Linked DNA regions of Mus musculus: all the other regions are linked to region 4. Evidence: chromatin contacts called from public Micro-C and promoter capture Hi-C data. All regions are on one chromosome and are shown on one strand. The core of a region is the stretch at or near the end of the contact, and the rest is flanking DNA. Distances in the headings are between cores, read along the strand shown.

Region 1 (2,700 bases), core at 54-2,553, 170 kb after region 4:
ATATTGTGGTCAAGTAAAGGCACAGGGCAGACAGGCATGACTAGGAAAGAATGTGTAAAAAATGGTCAGCCAAGGATATAGGAAAGTGGCATAGTCGGCATGAAAGGAGGGGATCCCATCCATCCTCATAGCAGAAACTGATGAAGGAACAGCGGGATCCGAGTGGGAGGTCAAGACAGAGAAGGTAGCCCCATGTCCACCCGGAAGGTCATGGCACATTACCCTAGGATCTGCAAGAGTGACAGGAGCCCTCGAGTCTGGGTGCCATCAATCCTGTGCCAGGCCGAGGAGCCCTAAGGCAGGAAGAGTTTGTGCTACCTGCACTGATGGCTCTGGACCTTCGTGACCTGGCCCAGAGGACAAGCCCACACTGGGGCATTCTGACTTCCAGTGGTAGGGCAGTGAGCAGACAGCATGGGTTGCTGAGGGCTGGGGCAGTTGTGGGATCAGTGGCTTTGCTGGCCGCATTTGAAACAGGCCCTTGTTGGAGTTGACATTGACGGGATGGGGTCTGCGGGATTGCCAGTGGCCTCAGGTCAGTTGCCAAGTCTTAGGCTTGGAGTGCAACCTTTTGCTGTAGCTGAGCCTGTCGGGAAGACTCAGTTGCCTCCCCTTGGGCATCGAATACCTTAAAAGCCATCTTTACCAATTCCTGTACGGGGGTTTGGGAACTATCTTCAGTCTCTCCCCGCCCCCTCCGAATATCTGAAGATGACTGGGAAATAAAATGGGTAGCCAGGACTGTAGCCCCTGCCGGGGAGGCCTGGTCAAGGCAGATGTGTAGACCATGGTTTGTTGTAACCAGTTTTTTAATGGCCAGGATTTCATTAGCTTCCTGTGTAATTTTGCAGAGATTGCCAAAAGTCAACAATCTTATTTGAGACCATTTCCATTCCCTGAAGGAGACAATGGACCGTACTCTAATCGGTGGTCAATGTGACCTGGCTAATAATTCCACTTAGGCTCTGTGGTCAGCACCGTTGTGTCACTCACAGGGACTGTATTGTCCACTAGGTGGCCCTGGTCTGCATACTGTCTGCCTGCAGCCTGAACCTGTCCATGTTCCTCAGGAGTGAGGGTAGAGCCTGAATGACATAAAGATCGTGGAGTTAGGTCATAGTCCTGACAAAGGAAGCAGAACTCTTTAATATAGGCAGATGGGATGGCAGAGAAGGGGCCTCTCCACTTTTCAGTCTGGGAGAAGTCTTGAAGGGAGAAAGGAACATGAACTCCCACAGCTGTTTCTGCTCCGGCCACCTCCTGGGAGGGCAGAAGAGCTTTGGAGTATTGAGACTGCATAGGAGAGGCTACAGGGGAGGGTTCAGGGGAAGTGAGCCAGGGAGTGCATGGGGATCAGGGTGTGGGTTGACCCCTAGGTGGAGCCTGTGTTGGTAATGAAGGAGGAGGGACAATGGGAGGAGAGAGGAGGGGAGGGACAAGGGGGACAAGAGTTAGGGGGAGGAAGTTAATTGTCCTTGGCTTTTGTCTCAGAGGGAGGGGAAGAAAAAGGGGTGGGTACCAGGGAGAAGGCTAGCCAATAGGCGGGTTATCAATGGTGTAGGAAGGAGGAAGGAAGGAGGAAGGAGCAGGTATAGGGAGGAAGGTTGGCCAATAGACTCAAGCTTATGGTGCTATAGGAGTGGGAGTAGTAGACAGGGCTGGGGAAGGGGTTGGTGTGCCCATGATTCAAGTGGTCCCGCCAGGGTAAAGGGTGTCTTGTAGTCCAAGTCCCCAGATGAATGTGTGTCTGGAGGTGTCACAGCCTTGGCCAACAAGACTTGAGCCATTGAACACTGACTACAGAAGGGCGGAAGTGCAGTTCCCAAAACATTTGTACATAGGGGAGCTCAGGCCATCTGTCCATATGCCAGCAGAAAATTTCAAGATCATGAAGGATGTTAAGTCAGTAGTACCTCCTGGTGGCCATTTGGACTCACTGTCCAAGGCGTATTGTGGCCAAGCCACAGAATGAAGAGGAACTTAGGGTCCAAGACAGCCCCAACTTGGATAAATTGCATAACCGCCACCACATGGGCTACTGAAGATTGGGTTTAAACTTGGCGTTGTCTTCTCCCGGACTTGCCAATGATGCAGCGACCCATATGATAGACTGGGATCGAAGAGTGTGGGGTGGAGAAACCTTGGAAAGGACGTCTCTGAATCCAAGGCCTCCCTAGAACAAAACGAATCCAAAGCCTGCCTGGAACAAAGACTGAGTCTTTGCTCTGAATGGACAGGCTTGTCCTGGCTCGGCCGAGACTTGTCAGGGGATCCCTAGCTTGGTCCTGAACCTGGAAGAGGCACCCGGTACCTGTTAGGCTGTGGCTGGGAAGTGGCTCTCATTGAGTAGAGAGAGGGAGAGAAGTGGTCCCCACATGGCCTGAGGCCTGACCCACTGGACTGGGGGCCCAGCTTCTCCCAATTCTTCAGAATCATAATAGGTTTCTCCACCAACGAAATGAACCAATTCAAGCCAACTCAAAAGTATAAAGGCGGGCTTATTAAGAGGCAGCTCTCCAATCTCATAGGTGGAGGTCAGTGAAGACACACATCAGTCAGGGCTAAAGCAAGGGGAGTTTAGGGGCACAGGGAGATGATGTGTGAGCTAAGAGCTGGGATTATGCCTGTATAAGGTAAAGCATATTAGCCCAGAATTTTCTTCTTGCAGGTAGGGTTGGAGGGAAAAGAGCAAACAGGGTT
Region 2 (2,700 bases), core at 136-2,635, 150 kb before region 4:
TGGCTTTGCAAGTGCCCTTTGGTAAAGACAGAGAAAGTGTCTGTCCGTTTACTATTTGTTGTCTGTTTTTATCCGTATAGATTTTCAATCTGATATGCCATCACTGTTTCGTTTCAAAACAGGGTCTCGTGTTGCCCTGGTTGGCCTCAACCTTGTTAAATAGCTGAGGATGACTTTGAACCCCTGAACTTGCAGCACTTTGCCTGTGCTGGAGTCACTGGTGTGAGTCACCACACCCGCCTTCGTTGTTTTCCCTTTTCTACTAATGTGGTGACTCACTGACTTCTTAGCGGTCACTTGGTTATGCTGCGCTTCCCCTTTTTCATGCTTTTCGTGGCTTATGATTGTCCGTACGTCTGCCCGTTGGGTATGGGGCTGTTAGTCTGTGGCTGGGGCTCTTGGCTTTTGCTTTCTGTGTAGGAAGCTTTGCTTGGTACAGTGCTGCATCTTTTGTGTGTAGAGGATCTCAGTTGTAAGTTTTGTTACCTGAGTCGTTTCACCTTGAGCTATAGTTGTGTGTTGTCATTCTGCCTCATGAGTCTTTTTCTTTTTGTTACTTGACATATTTCTGAACTTTGTTTTAATCAATCTCTCTAGACTAACTATCTCAGGCTTGAGTGAATTTTTGTAAAAGGTTTATTATTTTTATGTGTATAAGTGTTTTGCCTGCGTGTGTGTGTGTGTGTGTGTGTGTGTGTGTGTGTGTGCGCGCACCTCATGTGTGCAGTGCCCACAGAAGTCAGGGAGGGTTTAATCTCTGGGACTGTAATGAATTGTTGGGAGGTGCCATGTGGGTGCTGGGAATCAAACTCAGGCCCTTGGCAGAGAAGTCAGTACTCTTAGTTGCCACGCCATCTCTCCAGCCCCTTAAATGAATTTAAACTGTATTATTGTGATTACTGATGTTTTCTTTGAATTCATTTTCCTTTTCCATTCAATCTTTCCATCTTCCTGCCTCCTCTACATCTTTCTCTAACAACACCAGCCCCCCCCCCCCCCATGTTCCTTAGCATTTTCTGCCTTCAGCAGGCAGAGCCTTCTGCACAGGCTTCCAGCTCGCCCATGTTGTATCTGGCACCCTGCGCATGATGCATAAAACAGTGCTACACAGATCTCGTTTTTTGACTTATCATATCTGGGTCCGAAATGAAGGAGCTTTGACAGATAAGCTGTCTGTGGCAGAGCTGTTGGTCTCTCTCTGTGTACTGAGGGGTCTGAGGTATCCAGGTGACCTCCTTCATGGATGTGCCATTTAAGTTTCTGTTTGTCCTGTCTGAGCACTAGGGACATCTGGACTAAACTTTAACAGTAACCATGTTTAAAGGGAGTTAACAGGCCCCTGTTCTCTCCGTTCTTTGGCTCTTTGCCTGTCTCTAACACTTGCTGATAATACCTCCTTCCCCCTTTTGTCTCAGTGCCCAGGACTCAAGGTCACTGACTTGGTCGCATCAGTCATTAGCTTTGTCATTACTGGTGTTTTCTTTTCCTTTTTGTTTTTTGGGTTTTTATTATCATTATTATCTGACATCTTTTTCACAGTAGGTTGATTTTCCACCGAAGGCAGTCCTTAAAGGTTTTCTTCAGAGCCTGGATAGATGGCTTCGCAGTTAAGAACACAGACCCACATGTAGCTCACAGCCTTCTGCAACTTCAGTGCAGGTAGTCTCCCTCCTTTTTGAATCGAAGTGTGGGCCAGCAGTCGAGAAGGATTTATGTTTCTTCTTCTGTGCTCTTTGGAGAGGCACCGAATCTAGAAGGCAGAGTGGTTTCAGGTGGTCCTGGCACGGCTGTCTCAGAGGGGGAGCTAGGTTTTGAGTGCCAGTTTCTCTGTGGGCTGTGGAAGCTGTAGCATCCTGCTTCACAAGGCAGCTCACATGCCACACAGGCCGCAGCTTCACGGCACCGCACACTTGTGCGTCAGTGCATGCTCTCTGCCCTCTGCAAGAATCTGTGACACGGAAGACATTTGGATGGCTAACTACGTTTCCTTCTTTCCCCCCTAGGTCTTGATGCAGAGCTTTACTATGTGAGAAATGACCTCATCAGTCACTACGCTCTGTCCTTTAACCTGCTAGTGCCCAGTGAGACAAACTTCCTGCACTTCACTTGGCATGCAAAGTCCAAGGTAAGCGCTGCCGGCAGACCACGTGACAGGTCACCCAGTCTGCAGAGGCGAGGGCTGTCCCTGAGGATGGGCCTTCCTCTCCACAGAAGGGTCAGTGGTGGTATAGAGCACTGGGTCTTTTCAGGTGTATAGCTGACAGATACAGTCTTGAGCCTGCTCCTCTGAAAGTTTAGATTTAGGTGGCTGCCAGGTGGGTGACCAGCGCATCACAGGGCTGGGTCCTTTGAGGCTTTTGCAGGGAGATCTGTACCCAGGAAAAAAGAGAGTTGGATCTGATGGTGACCCTGCTGTTACAGAGAAGCCATATGTGGCTGGAGGATGGGTGAGTGGCTGGGGAGGAGCATGGCTGAGCTGGCTGGCTCTTCCACACACACTTGGTGACTTGAACGTAAGTTTCCCATTTACTGTTCTGAGTCCCCCTGGTAACCATAGATACTGAAGCGGGGAGGGGGGTGCTTATCAACTTCTGCCATTTGTGTATTGGTGAATTCTTCACCTCTGACTGCCAAGGAACCTTACATGCTTGTCTCCCAGATTTGCCAGATGATACTGTTTGTACCCTTTACTCCCCTCCC
Region 3 (2,700 bases), core at 63-2,562, 220 kb after region 4:
CTTCCTGTGTTTGCTTCCCCAGGGCACTGTGGGTTCCCTGGGATCTTCCTGTGTCTGCTTCCCCAGGGCACTGCGGTACCCAGCTTTTTACATGGTTGCTGGGGTTCTGAATTTAGGTCCTGGTGTTTGCATGCTAAGCATCTGCCCAGTTGTACCATCTCCCCAGCTGGGTCACCACTGAAATCCACACGATGGAGAGATGCCGTCTGTGGGACCTGGCACTCCTAGCTCTTGTCACATCCCTTCCCTTTCGGGCAATTCAGCAGGGCTGACTTACTGACTCAGCAAGCCCACAAATCACTAAGCATGGATCGGGGTGGGTGAGGCCAATGGACCTCAGGATGGATGAGGAAGGACAACAGGGAGACTGATCGTCCCCAGCTCCTTCCCTTTAGTTCACCGTGGCCAGAGGGATAGACGACCTCTCTAGCCTCTTCAAACTAGTTCGTCTAACTTGTAAATTTTGACCTTGGTCCGGTGTCACTGTGCATAGCCACACAAGGTGTCCTGAGCTAACAAGCACGGAAGCCTGTTTCAGGCTGACAGTTGTTAGGGATGACAAATCACTCAAACTAGACAGCCCCAACACTGTGACAAATGCTAACTACAGTCCAACTGGAGCAGGCATTTGGGTCTTTGAGACCCCCCCCCCCTCTGGTGAGGAGTCAGCAGGATGCAGGACTGGGACCTGTGACCTCACCCTCACCTGACCCTCCCAGGCATGTGCGGTAACAAGCAAGACCCGTCGCAGGAGAAATACAGGTATGATTTGAACCCCAGAATTCTGGCTTCAAATCCCACACCCTAGTCTAAGCCACCAGCGCCAAAGGCATCCAAGGAGGCATCAGACAAAGGAGAGATAGCAGGATTAGATCTCAGGAAGTTGTGACTACCACACCATGCTGTTTGGACTATACTGAGGCCCCGGGATAGCGCCTGGGTAAACTGGTTAAAAGTTTTCTAACATCGCGTATACCATATCTTCAAATTACTGGACATAGGGGAGACAGCGTGATGAGGATAGTGAAAGGTAGAGACTGAATCAGAGCCCCAGATGCATGTGGATCCACGTTGTTCCTACGCTATGGAAGATGAAGATACCACAGAGAAGAAGCAAGGGGCTGGAAGCTGGGACTTCCAGCTTTAGCTCCTAAGGGTTGCATACATAGCCAGCCAGTCATCCCCTGCACGCACACTCACCCAGGGCAGCGCAGGCCAGCAGGGCACCCACGGTGAGCCTCATCCTCTCGGTGTGTGTGTGGCGAGGAGCGGGGAGTACAGACCGACCCGCTTCTGCGCCGCCTGCCCGTGGCCCGCTCGCCTTTATGCACGGAGGGAGGGGGCCGGCTGGGCGCAATCTTTGACCTCTTGTGTTTGCGCAGTCCAATTGCCCAATCACCCCGCATCCACCCCCTTCCTTTCTTGCCCTGATGATCACCTCATTTCCTGAGCTGTGGGACAGAACTGCGCATGGAATCCACTACCACGACAATCACACACACACACACACACACACACACACACACACACTCACTCAAAAAGCCTGTGTTTAGAAGGAAGCTAAAAGCAGAACCCACTCTTTGTTATCACTGCCTGGAGCAGCATGGTACAGCTGCTTGGGCGGGAGTGGCTTGCTCCCGGGTGCCAGGGCTTCTACTTGCCAACAGCTTCATCAACCTTATAGGGGGGCGGGGGGGGAGACTGAGGCTTGAGCGGAAGGGAAACTGCCTAGGACGGCAGACTAGAACCGGAGAAGGAACCTAACTGGGAAACTTGGCTCAGGTCAGAGAGGCAGCACGCCATGATCCCAGCAACAGTCCGGGGGCAGCTCTCCCTCCCTCTATCCCTGCCAGGCCTGGCCTGCTCTGGAGCTGAAAGCTTCCTGCCCTTGAGCTTCTGGTGAGACAATCCGGGCTAGAAACAGTCACAGGGACAAGAAACTCTCTCCCACTGCCAGGAAGTGGTCAAACTGTGAGGCTCAGAACAAAGGGCCAGTGTAAGCATAAAGAGGATGCTTCCTTTTTTTTGTTGTTGTTATTTTATTTATTTACATTTCAAATGTTATCCTCCTCTGAAAAAAACGCTCTATCCCATTCCCCTTCCCCTGCTTCTATGAGGGTGCTCCCCCACCTCTCACCCCCTCCACCCCAACTTATCTACCCACTCCTGCCTCACCTTCCTAGCATCCCCTTACACTGGGGCATCCATCCACAGGACCAAGGGGCTCTCCTTCTATTGATGCCATTAATAAGGCCATCCTCTCCTACATATGCAGCTGGAGCCATGGGACGGTCCTTCCATGTGTACTCTTTGGTTGGTGGTTTAGTCCCTGGGAGCTGGGGGGGGGTGTCTGGTTGGTTGATATTGTTGTTCTTCCTATGGGTTTGCAAACCCCTTCAGCTCCTTCAGTCCTTGGCCTAACTCCTCCATTGGGGTGCTAGTCTGATGGTTGGCTTTGAGCATCCACCAGTCTGATGGTTGGCTTTGGCTTCCTTGGCATCCTGATACCCCTGATTAAGTAGTCACCAAACTGCTTTGACTGCATTCATCACAGAAACGTTTCGCTTGCACCCTCCATACGTGCCGCCGTTTCAACTCTCACTAGAGTTGTGCATTTCAATCCTGTACATGGACTGGAAGATTCTGAAATGATGAAGTCAAAAAAAAATGGGCATTTGAAAATGTCCCTCTGGGTATATC
Region 4 (2,700 bases), core at 10-2,509:
ACCATGGATGGGGCCTTCTGTGTCCAGTGTACACTGTCACCTCTAACTACCTGTGTCCCACGGTGGTCCAGTGAGCCAGTCTGTCTGTACTTTTCTCTGCAGGTGAACAAAGCAACGAAGAAGTTGCCCACTGTCCAACAGCCTCTGGATTATTGCTGTGTCCAGAGTCCTTGGCCTCGCTTGCTAGTGCGTAGGAAGAAGTCCCCAGACCGACCAGACCAGAGTTGAGAAAACATCAGCCTTCAGAAATAACGAAGCAGTGGGCTCCATCCTTCACCCATATTGTTCTCCATATTGACAGCATCTTTTCCTGGGCTGGGCTGGAAGAGGTGGTTCTGCCCAAGACAATAGAGTAGGAAGCTGGAAGGGCGCCTCCTCCGAACTGCCTCAAGAGCTTTTGCGGGATCTATTTTGTCTTTTTCTGGAAAAGGCTCACCTTCTTTCCCTAAGGTCCCAGTCCAGGAGAGGAAAAAATATCTTGCTCACTCCAGCCTCGCAGAGGAGGTCAGGGTTGGGGCAATCCCTGTCAGACCAGCGCTTCCTTTTGTCCCAACCCCCAGCACTTCAGGCCAGACCCGCTGACACTCGACAGCGCCTGCAGTTTACCTTGGCTCCGGTCCAGTGAGTTTGAGCCCAGCCCTGGGGCGGCCCCCACCTCTCCACCTTGTTACGCCTTCCCACCCTCCTCTGCAGCGCAAAGAGCAGTTTAAATATAAATCAGTCCTCAGCACAAACAGAGCTTGGGCAGCGAGTCTCAGAGCCATCACCGGAACCGAGGGCCCAGGTTTGCGGAGCGAGTGCAGACACGCAGAGCCCTGCTCTGGACAACCCCAAGAGCCACAGAGACTCCTCGCTCCCTTCCATCACCCCGTGCCCCTCGAGTCCACTCTAGCTCCCCACCCCTTCCCCAGTGCCGCGCCCACCTTAAATCCCCAGGTTTCTCCTGGCCTGCAGCCTCCTGCCTCCTCCATACGCGGTCTCCTCTTCCTCGGGGACCCGCCATCTCCCCACACACTACCCCCAACCCTCAACCCTGGCCAGCAGGACCTGATAGGCAGCCAAGGCTCACCCAGCTCGAGTCCCAGAGCCTCTGGGCTTCCGCAGCCGCGACTCCAGGACCCAAGACACCTGCCTGGGGGAGGCGACAGCGGCTGGGCGGGGGCTAGCAGCACCTCTGACACCCGAGGAAGAGAGGGAGGAGAGAGAGCGCGTTTCATCATCGCTGCCACTTATAAAAACTTCTGGGCGCTCACTCTCTCGCTCAGTCTCCACGTCTCGCTCCCCATAGCCCGGCTACCGCCGCTGAAGCCTGAAGCACCCAAGTCCCGCAGAACCTGACCCCGGCCTGTCGCCACCACCTTGGCCCGGTCAGGGGACGTCGCCTCAGTCACGATGGGGCTCCTGCCCAAGCCCGGAGCACGCCAGGGCAGCGGCACCTCCTCGGTCCCAGCCAGACGTTGCTCCCGCTCGGTCTTCAACAACATTAAGGTGAGTAGTGTTGTGAGTAGTGTTCGTGTTCGGGGCAGGAGGGCGGCAGAGTGGGTGACACAACCTAGGACGTCGATGAGGCCAGTCCGGGAGCTCTGGGTTGCACCCGGCTCCCTTCTCTGTCCCCGGTGCCACATCCGTGGGGCCTGGCCCGGCGCGTGAGCGTGAGCGTGAGGGGGCGACACCTCTCTCTCTCTCTCTCTCTCTCTCTCTCTCTCTCTCTCTCTCTCTCTCTCTCTGTGTGTGTGTGTGTGTGTGTGTGTGTGTGTGTGTTGCGCGCATATGCTCATAGGCTCTCGTGGGGAGTAATAATCAGAACAGACGTAACTTTGTAAAGGGGAACTGTCCTGTTCTTCCATGGAGAAAGAACACCTCCAGGGAATTCTGTTGGGTCTCTGCTGTGGGTATGCGCTCTTCCTTAATGAGAAGGGATGCAGAGGAGTTTAGCCAGCACCTTGTGGGCAACAGGCTGTGGGCAGCCTGAGATGCAAGTCAGAGCACAGGCACCTTGTCTCAGTGGATGGTAGAAGCCTGCATTCCTTGCCTGGGTTTTCATCTTTGCAATAGTTGGGAGTCGCAGATTAGATTGCTACCTGGCTGCATAGCTCCCAGCAGTTTTGAGGATTCCCCAGCTCTCCTGGTCTCAAGAAAACAGCAGGCACTCGAGGTTTATGGAGAAAGGCCACCAGAGGTGCCTGTGGCCTGAGAGTTATGAGGAGTTAATAGAAAAAAGAGGAAGCTGTTAGCATGAGAATGCCTTCTTTGGTAAGGGTCAAAAGTAGGGTCCACTTCCCCCAGGTCTTGAAGGACCTGGAATGGTTGCGTCCTCACAATATTTGGGAGAGAGGTTCCTGAAGAAGGTATCTCCTGGAAGGGGCTAGACGACCTTGGTCAGACATCCAGGCGCCCTGGGGTCCGGCAAGCATATGGTGCAGAGAGATTATTTCCCACAATTCCTACCTTAGATGTAATGGGTGCCCAGACCTCACATGGAAGGATTGGAGAAATGTGAACAGGCTATGTGTGTCTAACGGAAAGAGACTGGGGTTTGGGGGGTGGGGTGGGGCAGAGCGAATGCCACCTGCATGTTCTGCCTCAGGCTGTTACTGGTAGAACTGGGGTTCCTCGTGGGGATCCCTCTTTTGTTACTACCACCACCACCACCATGGTTTTAAAGGGCTACCTTGATTTCCCATTGGAATATTCCTAACA

The links. Promoter capture Hi-C pulls out the DNA fragments that hold promoters and counts their contacts. Hi-C and Micro-C count contacts between places; a contact is called where the count stands out from the background. Capture Hi-C pulls out chosen DNA fragments and counts their contacts.
Region 1: a contact with region 4 is called in a Micro-C map of trophoblast stem cells, with 2.6 times the contacts expected there. The contact joins the enhancer-like site here to the promoter of Slco2a1 in region 4. A contact is called at or near these places in 8 of 39 promoter capture datasets (3T3-L1-derived adipocytes, HPC-7-derived erythroid cells, cranial neural crest and 5 more), 13 of 484 Hi-C or Micro-C datasets (the C2C12 cell line, the CH12 cell line, astrocytes and 8 more), 1 of 115 datasets of contacts at active chromatin or transcription factors (embryonic stem cells) and 1 of 9 other capture datasets (pancreatic islet).
Region 2: a contact with region 4 is called in a promoter capture Hi-C map of liver. The contact joins the enhancer-like site here to the promoter of Slco2a1 in region 4. A contact is called at or near these places in 2 of 39 promoter capture datasets (liver and stem cell-derived epiblast-like cells), 2 of 115 datasets of contacts at active chromatin or transcription factors (pancreatic cancer cells and trophoblast stem cells) and 1 of 9 other capture datasets (adipose tissue).
Region 3: a contact with region 4 is called in a promoter capture Hi-C map of adipose tissue. The contact joins the promoter of Trf here to the promoter of Slco2a1 in region 4. A contact is called at or near these places in 1 of 484 Hi-C or Micro-C datasets (embryonic stem cells), 2 of 115 datasets of contacts at active chromatin or transcription factors (both in embryonic stem cells) and 2 of 9 other capture datasets (adipose tissue and pancreatic islet).

Annotation. Positions count from the first base shown.
Region 1 is chr9:103,173,953-103,176,652 of GRCm38.p6, forward strand. All of the region lies in intron 7 of Rab6b (RAB6B, member RAS oncogene family), which reads left to right. Among named protein-coding and RNA genes, the nearest start is that of Srprb, 27 kb to the right of the region's middle. Within about 2 kb of position 1,304, at least 15 of the 459 cell types and tissues checked have an H3K27ac peak or open chromatin away from gene starts, as enhancers often do. A contact at or near this core is called in trophoblast stem cells, where this site is marked.
Region 2 is chr9:102,859,871-102,862,570 of GRCm38.p6, forward strand. Ryk (receptor-like tyrosine kinase) reads left to right here. Exons shown (of 15, transcript NM_013649.3): 2 at 2,004-2,125. Among named protein-coding and RNA genes, the nearest start is that of Ryk, 26 kb to the left of the region's middle. Within about 2 kb of position 1,386, at least 52 of the 459 cell types and tissues checked have an H3K27ac peak or open chromatin away from gene starts, as enhancers often do. A contact at or near this core is called in liver and trophoblast stem cells, where this site is marked.
Region 3 is chr9:103,228,974-103,231,673 of GRCm38.p6, forward strand. Trf (transferrin) reads right to left here and starts at 1,313. Exons shown (of 17, transcript NM_133977.2): 1 at 1,201-1,313. The coding sequence starts at 1,243.
Region 4 is chr9:103,007,228-103,009,927 of GRCm38.p6, forward strand. It overlaps Slco2a1 (solute carrier organic anion transporter family, member 2a1), which reads left to right and starts at 1,260. Exons shown (of 14, transcript NM_033314.4): 1 at 1,260-1,488. The coding sequence starts at 1,393.